Linked DNA regions of Sus scrofa: all the other regions are linked to region 3. Evidence: chromatin contacts called from public Hi-C data. All regions are on one chromosome and are shown on one strand. The core of a region is the stretch at or near the end of the contact, and the rest is flanking DNA. Distances in the headings are between cores, read along the strand shown. Region 1 overlaps PARN (poly(A)-specific ribonuclease PARN). Region 2 overlaps PARN (poly(A)-specific ribonuclease PARN). Region 3 has its middle 6.9 kb from the start of MIR365-1.

Region 1 (2,700 bases), core at 143-2,642, 250 kb before region 3:
CACGTCCCTCGCAGAATTGGAAAAGCGGTTAAAAGAGACGCCTTTCAACCCTCCTAAAGTTGGTAAGGAGATAAAATGATCCTGAAGAGCCCCAAACTCTTGGTGCTAATTACGGGTGTCTGTTGTAGAAGAAATGTTGAAACCGTTCTAGAAACTGTGTATATTTATAGACTTTTTTTCCCTCAAACAACTTGCCCGTGCCCTGTGTTGAGTTACTGTTTTCGGAGTAAAGGCAGTCTTCTAATCCTGCATCTGTTTTCTGTGAGTAGGATTGGGGCCTGTTCGTGGAGAAGTTTAGCAATTAAAGCCTCAGGACTTTTATTTCCTAATGCTTGGAATACTCCCCAAACTCAGTGTCTTTCTTTTTTATGGTGCATTGTTTAAGTGGAGACAAAGAGTTGGTGATTAATTGCCAGGGGTAGGATGAAAATAAACTTTTTGTCTCTGGAAAGCCCAAGAACAGGGTTTGCTGATGAGGAAGGAGCTGGCTTAGGTGCAGAACCGATGACGAGAGGAAAACCAGAATAAGGAGAAATGTTCTTTGAGGGCAGAGGTGTTTTGCCAAGTCTGGCCACGGCCCCTACCCAGGCAGTTGGTGACCCTTCCAGCTGTGCTTGCCTTGCTTCCTCCTAGCGTAGTTATGCTGCTGATACGGTGACTCACGTTCCACCAGCTGTAGCCTACAAACTTCCCAAGACATTGATCATAGGACTAAAGCTTCAGAAATTGACTGCAGAAGGTACTCAAGCAGCCAAGGTTACAGTTCTTTGCTTCCCTTTCTGGAATAGTCCAAAAAAGGAGTAAGAAGAGGGGGTGGGGGCTGGTAGTGGGTTAGTGGGGACACCTGGACCTTTTCTATAACGACACAATGGCACTAGTGGATCTGGGAAATATGTGGTCCAGCTGGTGAGAGAGGATAGGACTTAATTGGCCTTCATGTTAAAATACTTTTATAAAGCTTAAAATCTAATACTTGATACTTACGGAGGTTAAAGAATTCTTGCTCAAAGAGCATTGTATTGATGTAAAAACAGTGACAGCCTTTTCAGTATTAGTTTCCACTCATGCTTTTCATCCTGTTGTAACCTTTTTGATATTCACCTCCACAGTGGTTCTCGGAAATAATTATTTATGAGTTACAGTTTTATCCTGTCATTTCCATGTACTATTCCGGCAGAGGGTTTACTCTAAAGCAGGTTTCTCTTAGACCTCATTCTTTCGGCATCTGTGTCTATGCATGTGACCGAAGAAGCCTGTTTTAAAACGGGCTCTCCTCTGAAGTGGCCCCATGTTCCAAGGGCAGCATGACAGCGAGTTTTGATCTATTTTCGGACAGAGTTGTGCTTTCATCTTTAGATCTGTGAGCTTGGAGACCTAGCAGAGGCCAGTACTGAGTGGAGCCGATATCGATCGGAGACCTTTGCTTTGGGGGAAGGTTACCTACGGGGCGTTTACTGGGTACCAAGCACTGTGTCAGAGCTTTCCTTCCATGAGCTCATGGGAGCCTCACAAAGGCCTCATGAGGGAGCCGTGATTCTCCATCTCCACTCTACCAGAACGGAGGCCCAGAGGCCAGGCTCCCCGGGAAAATAAGCGGTGGGGCCAAGATTCCAACCCAGGCAGTGGGACGCCAGAGGCCATGCTATTTAGTCATTAGTCCAGAGTCAGAAGAGGAGTCATGGTCATAGTGCAAGTGGTGCGTGCTTGTCGGCAGCACCATCAGTGCAGCGAGGGGGACAGTGGCTGAGTCTTTGATAATGTAACGGAGGCATTTCTCTGGTCGGGACCAAAGCCCTCGTTTTCGGTGACTCTGTTATCTCAGTGTCCTGCGGGGAGAGAATTAAGACATAGGTAGCCTGGAGTTCCTGTTGTAGCTCAGTTAACCGACGCGACTGGTATCCATGAGGTTGCAGGTTCGATCCCTGGCCTCACTCAGTGGATTAAGGATCCGGCATTGCTGTGAGCTGTGGTGTAGATCACGGACTCAGCTTGGATCCCTGTTGCTGTGGCTGTGGTGTAGGCTGGCAGCTGCAGCTCTGATTCAGTCCCTAGCCTGGGAACTTCTGTATGCTGTGGGTGTGGCCCTTAAAAGACAGAAAAAAAGAAAAAAGAAACAGGTAGCTCTTTTTCTGCTTCTTTAGGGTATTTCTACAGCACAGACTAATGCCTTTGGGATGTGGCAGGGCAGTGCGCTCACCAGTCTTCATGATTTGTGATGACCTTGGGAAAACTTTTTTTTTTCTCTCTTTTTCCTCTTTAGAAAGTGCAGAAGGTTTTCCAAGTTATGACACGGCTTCCGAACAGCTCCACGAGGCAGGCTATGATGCTTACATCACAGGACTGTGCTTCATCTCCATGGCCAACTATCTAGGTACTCCCTATTCCTGCTTCTGTCAAACTCACTGTGGTCCAGAGGGGATCTCACCTGTCTCCTCTTTCCCTGGGATCCACTCATGAGAAGTGGGAGGGTTTTGCGGTCAGAGTGCAGGGAAGGTTGGGGCAGAGGGCCTGGAGCGCACGCAGGAATGAAGCATCACCCCTTACCTGTGCTGTGGTACTCGGCCCATACGAGTACCTTTTACCCGTGCTGAACCATGCTGTTGATTTAAATATATTTTTCAGGCTTTGTCTGCCTGACCGTGTATAATGTTCTGCTTCTTTTCTTCATTAGGTTCTTTTCTTAGTCCTCCAAAAATTCAT
Region 2 (2,827 bases), core at 115-2,614, 140 kb before region 3:
TGTCGCGTGTAAGTTCTTAATTTAGGAATTATGTTAATGTCTTTCAGGTTTGTTATCACTTAACCTTTTCTATGTCGAATGAAAGTGAGTTAGGAAGAGGGAGTTCCCGTTTTGGCACAGCAGAAACAAACCTGACTAGTATCCATGAGGACGTGGGCTTGATCCCTGGCCTTGCTCCGTGGGTTAAGGATCATGCATTGTTGTGAGCTGTGGCCTAGGTCGCAGATGAGGCTCAGATCCCACATTGCTGTGGCTGTGGTGTAAGCCGGAAGCTGCAGCTCTGATGCCACGCCTAGCCTGGGAACCTCCATGTGCCACAGGTACGGCCCTAAAACGCAAAAAAACAAAACAAGACAACAACAACAACAGGGATACAAGATACTTTCTTACTGCTATGATAAAGTAAACAATAAGAAAAAAGTGAGATAGGAAGAATTTCAAACCATGTTCTTATTAAAAAAAAAAAAAAGGATTTCTAATTGAATGCCAGTGAATCTTTTAACCCAGAACCAGTTTCTCTTGTTTCAGTGAATTTACACATAAGCTTCATTCCCAGGACTGAGCGCATACTCACCTCGTGTAGTCTGTCCACACCCGCTGTTCCACAGGAGCTGTCCTTCACTCCTAGGTAGCTATCTTTCAGACATACCTTCCTTCATATTAATTTTACTTTTCGCAGTCAGCTTCTTTACTAGAAATAGGAATCACAGTTGATCAGTGACCTCCAAGGGATCGCCTTGTGAATGGGGCCTCGGCCAGCCAGCATCCTCCCCGAGCCATCCAGACCGTGCCCGAAAAACAGAAGCAGTCATGCTCTTGGAATGTGGATTCAGCATGAGAGTTTGGGAAAACAATACAAATGCATTTTCTAGCTCCCACCTCCCAGACTTTTCCCACTCATTTTGCAGCGTGAGGTAGTTGGCCCAGCAGGATGCTCCGTCTCCCTTGGCTCTGTGTTGTGGGGCATGTGTTTCTATCCAGGCGGACCAGGGAAGTTGTCTGTGTGCTGGACTGTCAACCGTGTGAATATTCCGTATAACTCAGGGCGGGATGAGCACTTTGCTCTGTCGCTTGCCTTAGTGCTTCGGCGGGGGGCGCAGTCGCCTATGTCATCGGTTCAACAAACCTTGGCTGCTGTCCCCACGGTGCGCAGACGCCTGCGCTCAGCAGGGAACGTGAGGCCCTGCTCCCCCTGAACTTGCCTTCTGGGGGCAGAGGATAAACAAGTCAGGAAACCAATATGAAGCAAGGGTGAATAGGAAGAGGAAAACGAACAGGGTTGTGAGAGGCGTGCTGCAGGCTGAGGGGCTGCCTGGGCTCCTCGGGGTGTCAGGGCAAGCCTTTCTGAGGGGTTCCTTCTCAGTTGAGGCCTGCCCGGTAAGAGCTGACCCTGGGAAGATGGGGTGGGGAGCGTGGCTCTAGACGCCCTCAGATCTGCCTAACCAGCTGCACCACCTGGCGAGTGTTGCTTATCCTGACAGTGAGGTTTCCTGCTATAAAACGGGAATGACCATGCAAGTTCAGCCTCTGACAGTTGGCCATGGACAGATATCAAATGCGAGAATTTTGTAAACTTAGGCACTTATTTAAAGGAAAGGTCATTATTATTTTATCCAGCAGTGTGAGCTTCCCAGCCAACTAAAGAACTCTGAGATTATCTCAAAAGCTACAGGACTTGGAGTTCCCTTGTGGCTCCACATGTTAAAGAATCAGTGTTGTTACTGCTGTGGCTCTGGTTACAGCTGTGGCTCAGGTTTGATTCCTGGCCTGGGAACTTCCTCATGCTGCAGGCATGGGGAAAAAAAAATTAAAGGAAGGACAAATAGATAATGAAAGAGAATGGGAGGTCCAGTTTGTAGTCAATTGATTTCCACTAGCGTTGCAGGAATTCCTTCCTGGCGTTTCTAGAGACGTGTGTGCTATTCCAAATCATGAGAAATATCAATGAAGAAATCAGGATAAAGGGGAAAATAATCCGTGGGAATTAAAGTTTAACCATCAGCATAGGCATTACTAGTTCAAAGGAATCATCTTTCCTAAAGTTGAAAGCAAGAGTGGAGTCAGTGTCACAGGTCAAGGTCAGCATTTCTGAAATCAGGGCAGGAGCACACTGGGTCTCCCTCACATCTGTTATTCTTCTTTGTCACTGTTGCCATGTTGTACGTGTGTGTTTGCAGCCCTGTCTGCTACTAACAGTGAGTCAGTCTTATGAATAAGACTATATTAATGAATCCACACACATCAGTACAAATGATAAGAATCCTGTGAACTTTGCTCCAAGAAATAAGTTTTGGAAGCAGTCCTTAAATTGGCAGTTTTGAGACACGTACTGTCAACCTTGCTAGGGTATCTGAATGTTACATGATCTTAATAGAATCCAGTACTGTTTCTGTGTTTGAATATTTGCTGTAGGCTATAGTTCTTTGTAAATATTTTTACAGAAGATATGCAAAGACAATGTAAATGTTATTGTGGGATGCTGTGATGTGAAATCAGCTCATCTAAAATCTAAATTAGGACAAGCAATATCAGTTTTAACAGCAAAATCAAAATCAAGGCAGGCAGACAAAGTGTTTTTATCTCTAAGAACGGAAGTGTACGTATATGAGGCAGTACGTAGTTTAACCCCCGCCTTGTACTCACTTTAGACACGCTCGGAACAGTTTGACCAACATCACCACCACATAAAAGAATCTCTTCTCCATCATTATTATTTGTTTTGTGGTAAATATTAATGATGGTGCGTTTTAAAATCTCATTTGAGGATAACTTTTGAGGGAGTTTCCTTCATGCTCATTGGTTAACGAACCTGACTGGGATCCATGAG
Region 3 (2,700 bases), core at 65-2,564:
ATTCCAACGCTCCCCACGGTGGGGCTTGGAAGCAGGAGAAACCAGAAACGCCACTCCCCCGACCCTCAAATCAAAATGCCTTTTCTCTTTTTTCTCCTAACTTTTACCAGAGCAACTTGGTGAGGTCTTGGGCCCTGACACCTCGATCCGCACCCCGGAACCTAGATTTTTTTTTTAACTCCTGTCCAGCAAAATAAAGCCAACGTGCTATGGCCGCCTGCTCCTTGGTGGGAGCGGCTGCCAACTTTACTTCGGGGAGGTGGTAACTCTCTGGGGACTGTGCTCCCGGCTTTCTGGGACGTCCCCCGGGGCTCGGCCCTGGGAGGCTGGCACGGGCCCCCCAGCCCGTGCCAGCGCGGCCCGGGGCGCACGTGGAGTGGCGAGGTGCGGCGGGCGCCGACGGCCGTGCGGGCGGCCTGCTCTCCGCACGGCATTGATATCGGGGTCACGCAGCGAGTCAGTTTCCCGAACGGGCTTTCCGGGGTGGGGGCGGGGTGGCAAGCTTGCAAATCGCCTCGTTAATTTCCCAGCCTGGGCATTAGGGAGGTGGGGGGCTGCCTCACCCCCATCCCACCTCCTCGCCTAACACGCCCCTCTCGGGAGCTAAGGAGGGAGGAGGGGGTGGAGGGAGCCCAGCTCCGCCGCCTCGGGGGGTGGCAGCGGCGGCGGCGGCGGCGGCGGATCCCCTCCCAGACAAGCGTCTAGCGCCGGGTCCCGGGAGAGCCGCGCGCTTCCCCCGCCGCCACCTCCCAGGTCGCGTTGCCACCCACCCCCCCAAGCAGCCGCCCCGCACCCCCTTCTGCCCCGGGGGGCCTGGGCACCCACCTGCCGCGGCTCCTGCCCTGGCCCGGGGGAGGGGTGCCATGCAGGAAAAACGGGGAGACTCACCGCCGCTGCCTCCTCCGGGGGTGCAGGGGGCCCCCCGGGGCTGCGCCTTCCCGGGCTCCCGGGAGGCGTGTGCGGGGCTGGGGGCGCCCCGCGGGCCCTGCCGCCTCCGCCTCGATTAGAGTCCAGCCTCAAATCCTTCACCATGGTGCGTGTCGGGGGGACATTCAGAAAAATATCCCCCCACCTCCCCAGAGCAGATCCAAGTGATGGGCGGGGGGCGTAGAAAAGCCTTTCCTGCCGAGAGCGCGGAGCCGACGGGGCTGCACCCGGCCTCCACGGTCCGCTGCCGCCACAAAGCCGCGCCCCCGCCCCCCCACCCGGCCCGGCCCCCCCTCCCGCTCCCCGCACCCCACGCCCTATGGCCGGCCCGGGGCGGGGGCTGGGTCAGCCCGGGGTTGGTCGCGCTGGGGAGGCGGCGGCGCGGCGGCGGCGGCCCAGGCGGCGGGGCGGCTCCTCCCCGGCCCGGGAGAGAGGGCGAGAGCCTGGAAGCCGAGCGCGCCCGCCTGCCCCGGGTGGGGGCTGGGGCGGGGGCCGGGGGCGGGGGGGGGCCTTCCTAGAAACCCTCGCCAAATATAGTCAGCGGATAGGGGCATTCCTAGAAATGCGGCGGCGACGTCAGCCTGGACCTGTGGGGGCAGAGCCTGGGGTTCTCCAAACTGGGGGGCACGGGGAGAGGGGAGGTTCCCCACCTCCAGTACCCCCGTGGCCCGGAGGAGGGAGCCTAGGCTGGGCCTCCCTCCTGGGGGGCGGGTAGGATTCCTCCAAATGCGCTCCCGGGATTCCTCAGCCAGGGGCGTCTGAATGGGGACACATCTACTTAAAATTCAGACTCGCCCCCCCTCCTCCTTTCGGGAACACTCCGTGCCAGTCGGCGCTTTGAGCCCTTCCTCCGATTTTTCACACTCCCCCGACCCACCGTAGAAGTAGGGGCTGCAGCAACGCTGGCTCCCACACCTGGCCACCTACCCCCTTGGTGGCCCCTTACCACCTCTGGCATCACCGGAGTCCCCTAGAAGCCCCAAGTTTGACATGGGATGGGCGTGTTCTGATCCCAAGAACTCCCCCAAAATACCAACCCACCTTCAGGCCAAAAAATAAAGTTGTGCTTCCCCTTCGCCATTCCAAAGCCCCCCTGTTTCCACTTTCACAGTGCCGGGCTCTGGGAGATAGGCTGGAAATTGGGGAGTGGGGGTGGGGCATGAGCGTACCCTCGCTACCCCCCAAAGATCTGACCCCTGGTGCTGACACCCGCTCCCCTCCCCCTATAAGCCACTCCCCCCTCCCCAAACTACCTAAGGTTCCAACAGTTAGGGTGACGATCCCTCACAACCCAGTGACCTCTCGGAAATCTGCCCCCCACCGCACCCTTTTCCCAGAACCCCCAGATCATCCCAGAAGTGTTGATGAGGATCCCGAAGAGGATCCACATAACTGAGACATGACTAGTCCCCTAGAACCGCCAGGCCTCTTTTCAAGTAAATGTGACTGGACTCAGCCTCCCAGGATCATAAAAAATGTATTTGCTGTCCTCTGTTGGCCAATGGGTGTCACACTCAGAAAGCACATCCCTCAGCCCAGTGGGCGCTTCTGATGCCGTCAGCGGGGGTCCTAGGGACCCCAGCCAGAGGAGATGAGCCACACAGCCCCCTCCTCTCCTTCTGCTCCAGCTGCACTCCCACTTTGCCCCCACGTCCCTGGGAGGGGTGTCCTGGTTTGCAGCCACCAAACTGGACTTAGACCCACTGGCTTTGTGGCTTATGTCTCTTTTCCCTCTTGGGCCCCAATTCCAGAAGTCTGGAGGGCCATGCTCAA

Evidence for each region. A called contact is a pair of places that touch in the nucleus more often than the background predicts.
Region 1: a contact with region 3 is called in a Hi-C map of liver, with 2.6 times the contacts expected there. The contact joins two enhancer-like sites. A contact is called at or near these places in 1 of 5 promoter capture datasets (liver), 27 of 47 Hi-C or Micro-C datasets (adipose tissue, alveolar macrophages, blood and 14 more) and 1 of 2 datasets of contacts at active chromatin or transcription factors (skeletal muscle).
Region 2: a Hi-C map of skeletal muscle shows a contact between it and region 3, with 4 times the contacts expected there. The contact joins two enhancer-like sites. A contact is called at or near these places in 4 of 47 Hi-C or Micro-C datasets (embryonic fibroblasts, epiblast stem cells and skeletal muscle) and 1 of 2 datasets of contacts at active chromatin or transcription factors (skeletal muscle).

What each region holds. Positions count from the first base shown.
Region 1 is chr3:28,661,174-28,663,873 of Sscrofa11.1, forward strand. It overlaps PARN (poly(A)-specific ribonuclease PARN), which reads left to right. Exons shown (of 24, transcript XM_021086564.1): 16 at 1-62; 17 at 2,261-2,371; 18 at 2,672-2,700. Among named protein-coding and RNA genes, the nearest start is that of PARN, 46 kb to the left of the region's middle. Within about 2 kb of position 1,393, at least 11 of the 83 cell types and tissues checked have an H3K27ac peak or open chromatin away from gene starts, as enhancers often do. A contact at or near this core is called in fetal liver, liver and skeletal muscle, where this site is marked.
Region 2 is chr3:28,775,182-28,778,008 of Sscrofa11.1, forward strand. All of the region lies in intron 22 of PARN (poly(A)-specific ribonuclease PARN), which reads left to right. Among named protein-coding and RNA genes, the nearest start is that of MIR365-1, 130 kb to the right of the region's middle. Within about 2 kb of position 1,365, at least 11 of the 83 cell types and tissues checked have an H3K27ac peak or open chromatin away from gene starts, as enhancers often do. A contact at or near this core is called in skeletal muscle, where this site is marked.
Region 3 is chr3:28,913,772-28,916,471 of Sscrofa11.1, forward strand. No RefSeq gene overlaps it. Among named protein-coding and RNA genes, the nearest start is that of MIR365-1, 6.9 kb to the left of the region's middle. Within about 2 kb of position 1,315, at least 40 of the 83 cell types and tissues checked have an H3K27ac peak or open chromatin away from gene starts, as enhancers often do. A contact at or near this core is called in fetal liver, liver and skeletal muscle, where this site is marked.